Regions from separate parts of the Capsicum annuum genome. Here region 1 is linked to region 2. Evidence: chromatin contacts called from public Hi-C data. All regions are on one chromosome and are shown on one strand. The core of a region is the stretch at or near the end of the contact, and the rest is flanking DNA. Distances in the headings are between cores, read along the strand shown. Region 1 overlaps LOC107867816 (tetratricopeptide repeat domain-containing protein PYG7, chloroplastic). Region 2 overlaps LOC107867815 (phospholipid-transporting ATPase 2).

Region 1 (2,802 bases), core at 296-2,795, 210 kb after region 2:
TATATATATATTGCAGTAAAATTTATACCATATAAATATAAATAAAAATCATATAAATACAAACATAAAAATAATTAACTAAAGTGAGGGTTATTTTTATAAACAAACAATGCACTATATATTATTTTTAGTACTACAAACCAAATAACCAGTGGCGGAGCTAGACTTTTGGTTAAGGGTGTTCATATTTTTCCTTGGACAAAGAATTGTTTAAAAAACAAAGTAAATAAAGCACTGCTGCACCTGCCAAGGTTCGAACCCGAGTTGTTGATGCAGAAATGCACATTCTTGACCACTAGACTATGCTTCTCTAGCTTGTTAAAGGTGTGCAACATGTATATAACCATAAATATCTATATTTAACCTATATACTTGAAAAAAAATTCCAACGAAGGGTGTTCATCTGACCACCCTTCATTGGCTGTGGCTCCGCCACTGTAAACAACCACTAAAAAATAATACCAGCATAACTTGTCCCAGCACAACTAATCTCAGCATAACTTATCCCAGCATAATTAATCCCGATATAACTTATTTTCAAACCAAACGACCCCTTAGATAGTTATTATCTTTTTCAAAGTCTATCTTGGCTGACACGAGTCTTATACAGATCCTTTATAGACCTGCCATATACAATTAATAAACATGATATCATTTTCCCACCTGCTCTCGTTCCTTTTATATCCCAACAGATTCGTCATATATATATACAAATTTTTTAAATAAGAATACCTAAAAAAAACCCCAAGAGTTGGTGCATTTTACTTCATATCGGTTGGGATATGAAAGAATCAAATAAAAAGACATTAAAATCCCTCCTATTTCACTAAAAATAATCTTCTATGATCACTTATAAATTAAATAAAAGAAAATAATTTTTTTCAAATTTCAGGTATAAAAATAAAAACCTTCTTTATATCAAGAAGATCTCTGTAAAGAAAGATACAACTAAAAGCAATTGTAAAGAACTACAAAACAAAATCTTCCGCCTCTTTGTCTAGTGTAAGCGTGGGCACGTGATATGTGCTTTAACTTGTTTCTTTTTTTTTTGCAGGGTAATTAGTAAGGGGTAAAACAAAACGAAAAAGATAAGGGACCCCCTGCACATGATATATGCTTTAACTTGTTTTTTTTTTTTTTTTTATGGGAAATTTTTTTTTTTTTTTTTTTTTTTTTTTTTTGCAAGGTAATTAGTGATGGGGTTATACAAGATGAAAAAAATAAGGTACCCCTCCATAATTTACGTGTGTAATTGACAATTTTCAGGTGCGTTTTCATGCCTTGATCCCAAAAACTAAGCGTCAACCGTTCATAACAGGAAATGGAAGAGCTAATTTTTTATATTGCTTCTTACTTCTAAGTTTTATGGCAAGATAAAAAAGTGAAGATTCATTTAGCCAATCACAACTTGTTTGGGACTACACCATTTGTATTATGTTGTTGTTGGTGCTGCGTACTTTTTAAGGCAACCTGAAGGGTTTCCAAGTATGGCTAAGAAATGGAAAACCAATTTATAAAAGGCGGCAGGAATCATCACCGTCCGCCCAATTCTATGCAAATAAAGTAGAATATACACTGTCAATTTCATATACACCAAAGACAGAATGATGAAGAAGTTAAAAAACTTCTTGCCCACCTCTGTTGTGGAACATCCAAAAATTTAACAAAGCCATGACAACGAAATTCTACTTGTGTAGGAGAAGCGGAAAAAGGGGAAAAAGAAAATAAAAAGAGCTCAAACAGATAATCAGCGCAAGCGTGTAAAAGCACTGACGTGCTCGCTATATCAACTCTTCTTAGATTTCACCGATACTCCTTTGTACATCGTTACTTTATCCTTCAATGCATCACGCCTAGGACGAGCTATTTTGTTATTAGGATCAAAAAGAAGGACCTCTTCAAATGCTTTTAGAGCAGATGTCAAGTCTTTGGTTTTCTCATATGCATCGCCTAGGTTGTTCCATGCCGTGACATAACCTGGTTGAACTTTCACAGCATTCTCAAACTGGGCAATTCCTTTGTCAATTTTTCCATCAAGTACATAACTGACACCAAGGGCATTGTAAACCTGTAAAGATGCACAAAGTATAGGGGACAGGATCAGAATACAAAACTTGGATACCTAAAAAGACTTGGTATGCGACGGAAAAAAAAACACAGGCAAGTAATAATTCTAAAGCGGTCCAACATGACTCTTGAGAAATCCTCTCTTGAAGTCGTAGTTTCTTGTGCTGGTTAAATTTCAATTGGCAGAGATTTGCTTAACATTCTCATACACATACCATAAGATGAGCTTCCTAGATAGATGTTCAATCAGCAAGTTACCAAGTTTAAAAAAAGAAAAAGGATAGATGTTCATATCAGCTTCATAGTATTTGGAGTTCCGTGATGCATATTACAAAATTCTGGACAACATGGCCTGTCCGCCGACCTCTGTGGCTCCTACCAACCAAAAAAAAAGGACTGGAACATAAAGTTTAATTTCTACCTCACCTAGTCAACCTCATTTCTTCTAGCATAATCCTGATTTGCTCAAGAGTTCTCCATGAGATTATTGATTATTCTGTCCTTTTAGCCTCATGATGTAGGCCCAATGTTGGGATCCCATGTTATGTTGTCCCCATGTTATGCTATCACGACACTCCAAATATCCTATCATGGGTTATTGTCTTCTTATATTATCTTGAACAATCTTTACTTTATGAACTAGCTTTTGACGTCCATTTTGTTAAATGATTTCTAGACTATGATTTAAGAAATAATTTGTTAGCTGGGAATTTCAGCAGTTTCTAGAATACTTTT
Region 2 (3,229 bases), core at 129-2,628:
ATTGTCTATTGTTTACAGTTCAACAGTTTTTTTTTTTTTTTTTTTCAAGTCATTTGGACAGTATTTAACTCTTGGTTCATATATTTCTGAATTTGAAGCTCTCTTTGGATCGTGTTTTTACTTTTATAACCCTGACGAACATGCTTAACAAAAACCCAGTTAGAGAGTCGAGACAATGCTTCAAAATTGTTAGTCGATCCAGTTTTATAGTAGATTGTGGCTGGGCAGAAGGCTTTAGGAGATGACTTACTATTACACCAGCAGTTAGAAAAAATATTTGTAGTTGGGTACTTCGTTTGATTTGAAAAAGATAACGTAAGAGTTGATTTCGAATTGTTGCATGAACCCAAGTTCTTTGACACTTCAAAATGTAATTAATAGGCCGAGTTTAAAATAATTTAATATGTCTGAGAAGAGTGTGTCATGTTACTTGGGACAAGTAGTTATCCTTCAGTAGTTCTGGCATGATATCATTCTATTCATCATCTTTCCTTGTTGATCCAAATATATGTTACATTAGGCAATTCACGTATAGTGATGCTGTGATTTTGAAAATCTTTGTTGTTTAAATATCGATCCGTTGTAGTAGGTAACCAATGCTAGAAAGTGTAGTACCTTCTGAAAGTATTACAAATTGACTGAAGTATTTTATAACTACTAATTTCTATATGCTAAAGGTGATAAGGTGCTCCTAATTGTTTATATGAAATGCTTTGTTACTTCTAATTAGATGGGATGCTCCTTTTTAGCAATTATTCTACGGGAGGAACTATTTTCTTATTCCCTCTTTTAGTTCAATAATACTACATAATTAATTCTAGCTTACCTTCTCATTTCAGATCATTGTTGCAGCTGGCATGGGTCCAGTGCTAGCTTTGAAGTACTTCAGGTATACCTACAGATCTAGTAAAATTAACATACTTCAGCAAGCCGAACGTATGGGAGGACCTATATTGTCCCTGGGTAATATAGAGCCTCAGTCGAGATCTTTGGATAAAGATGTTTCCCCTTTATCAATTTCTCAACCCAAGAACCGTACTTCAGTCTATGAGCCGCTGCTCTCAGATTCTCCTAGTGCTACAAGACGTTCTTTTGGACCAGGGGCTCCATTTGATTTCTTTCAGTCCCAGGCCCGATTGTCTTCAAATTATACAAGAAACTGCAAGGACAACTAATATTGACAGTTCATCTGGTAGGACACATGGAATTATACTTATCAGATGTAGAAAAGATACTACACCGAGGACACTGACTGCTGATCTGTTCTTTTGAACTGATCAGCATCTTATTCTACACTTATTCTATGCTGCGCGAATAATAGTTGCATCAAACTGCCAACATCATGCTCAGGGGCCACTGTATTTGGCAGCTTATGCTGTAAAGATCAGGACGGATTACTATTCTCAGGATATGAAGATGCAACAGCATAGCACGATTTTGATTCTTGTTTATTGAAGGAAACAATGAAACATTTCACAGATTCTGGCACCCCATTTCAGGGTGATATTAATTTACAATATCTACTCAATTGGAATGGAATCAGAGAGACCTATCCTCGTCACAGAAATATACCCAGCATCATTTTCAACGTTTTTGTTTTTTACGAGTTGATGCTATTGAGTGGATTTGTAAAATATTTAGAACAACATTGGGCTGGAAACCTTGAATTAGAAACAAAGTTCCCGTGTATCAATTGCAGTGATGTTTATAAGTCAGATTGGAAATGATAATACTGACGTACAGATCTTTCACGGTTGTTGAAATGTTTTTATTTTTGCATAGATATTCAGTGTGACCCGTGGGTGATTTTTGTGACAGTGCACTACTATAATAAGGGATGGAAAGTCGATATGTAATAAGAAGGGAAAATTACACAAATCTCATATTTAAGACATCATATTACCTAATATCCCTTAATGTTTTAAAAATTACATAAAATCCTATTTGCATATTTACTGGTGATACATATGCTATAACTTGCACATCCTATTTTATCTCCTCTTTTTACGCCATCTCTTTCTTTTTTATTACGCATCATCTTTTTTTTTTTTCTTCCCACAAATTACTCCCCTAAAATCTCTCATTTTAGTAGATTTTGAGTCAACTTCATTCTTCAATACTTCAACTGATTTTAACCGTAATCGTTCATCCTTTAATTTGAAAAATTGACAACTTCTTCAAAGAGGTTAGCTCTTGGTTTATGCTTTAAAATCCTTTTGTGTTAATTTGTTTTATCTTCAATGGCTAATGAAGATTCACCCACATTCAGTTTGGGAATTTCACAAATTGAAACATAAAATGCTGTTCATGATAGTAATCAAATCGTGGGTTTTACTCCAGACAATTTTGATTACACCAAATTAGGTTTTAGTGAAAATTGATCAAAGCAGTGGAACGATCCTGAAAAATTAAAGATTTTAAGGGAAGCTTTTTCTGCAAAAAATCAAGTTTCCGACACAAATGGAAGATCGGGATGAAATTAAACAAATTCCAAAATTTTCGTCGGAGTAGGTTTTATTTTCGCAACTAATTCATAAATGGTGACTTATATAACTAGTTCTTTTAAATGGTGATTCATATGGGTGATTCATATGGGTGCAGGTGGTTACTTGGTGATTCATATTTTTTTTTGGTGATTTATATGGGTGTTTCATATGGGTGAAATAAAAAAATGATATTTTAATTGGTGATACATATATTATGCTGGTGATTCATAGATATTAATTAATATAATTGATTCTTTTAACTGGTGATTCATATAACTGTATATTAACAAATTAACTGGTTATTTTGTGATTCATATTTTTTTGGTGATTCATGTGTGTAACACATTCAAATGATATTTTAATTGGTGATACATATATGGTGTTGTTGATTCATAAATGGTGATTCATATAAATGGTTCTTTTAACAGGTGATTCATATGCGTGATTCATTTAATTACAGATTAACAGATGAATTGGTTACTTGGTGATTCATATTTTTTTGGTGATTTATATAAGTGATTCATATGAGTTTTACACTAAAATGATATTTTAATTGACGATACATATATTGTGTTATGGTGATTCATACGCTTGTTACTTTTATTCTCTGTGGATAACTTTTTTTGTTTATACATATGTGATAGCACTTTATGTACTCATTTTTTTTTTTATGTTGTAAGTTATAAATATGTGATTCATATGTGAAAAAGGGTGAGTTGGTCAATCTTTTTTTGACTAAAAAC

Evidence for each region. A called contact is a pair of places that touch in the nucleus more often than the background predicts.
Region 1: a contact with region 2 is called in a Hi-C map of leaf, with 4 times the contacts expected there. The contact joins two enhancer-like sites. A contact is called at or near these places in 4 of 5 Hi-C or Micro-C datasets (bud, leaf and placenta).

The regions. Positions count from the first base shown.
Region 1 is chr4:93,826,791-93,829,592 of UCD10Xv1.1, forward strand. LOC107867816 (tetratricopeptide repeat domain-containing protein PYG7, chloroplastic) reads right to left here. Exons shown (of 5, transcript XM_016714257.2): 5 at 1,511-2,068. The coding sequence ends at 1,787. Among protein-coding and RNA genes, the nearest start is that of LOC107867816, 12 kb to the right of the region's middle. Within about 2 kb of position 1,546, at least 3 of the 5 cell types and tissues checked have an H3K27ac peak or open chromatin away from gene starts, as enhancers often do. A contact at or near this core is called in bud and leaf, where this site is marked.
Region 2 is chr4:93,616,548-93,619,776 of UCD10Xv1.1, forward strand. LOC107867815 (phospholipid-transporting ATPase 2) reads left to right here. Exons shown (of 24, transcript XM_047411887.1): 24 at 840-1,781. The coding sequence ends at 1,175. Among protein-coding and RNA genes, the nearest start is that of LOC107867815, 50 kb to the left of the region's middle. Within about 2 kb of position 1,379, at least 2 of the 5 cell types and tissues checked have an H3K27ac peak or open chromatin away from gene starts, as enhancers often do. A contact at or near this core is called in bud and leaf, where this site is marked.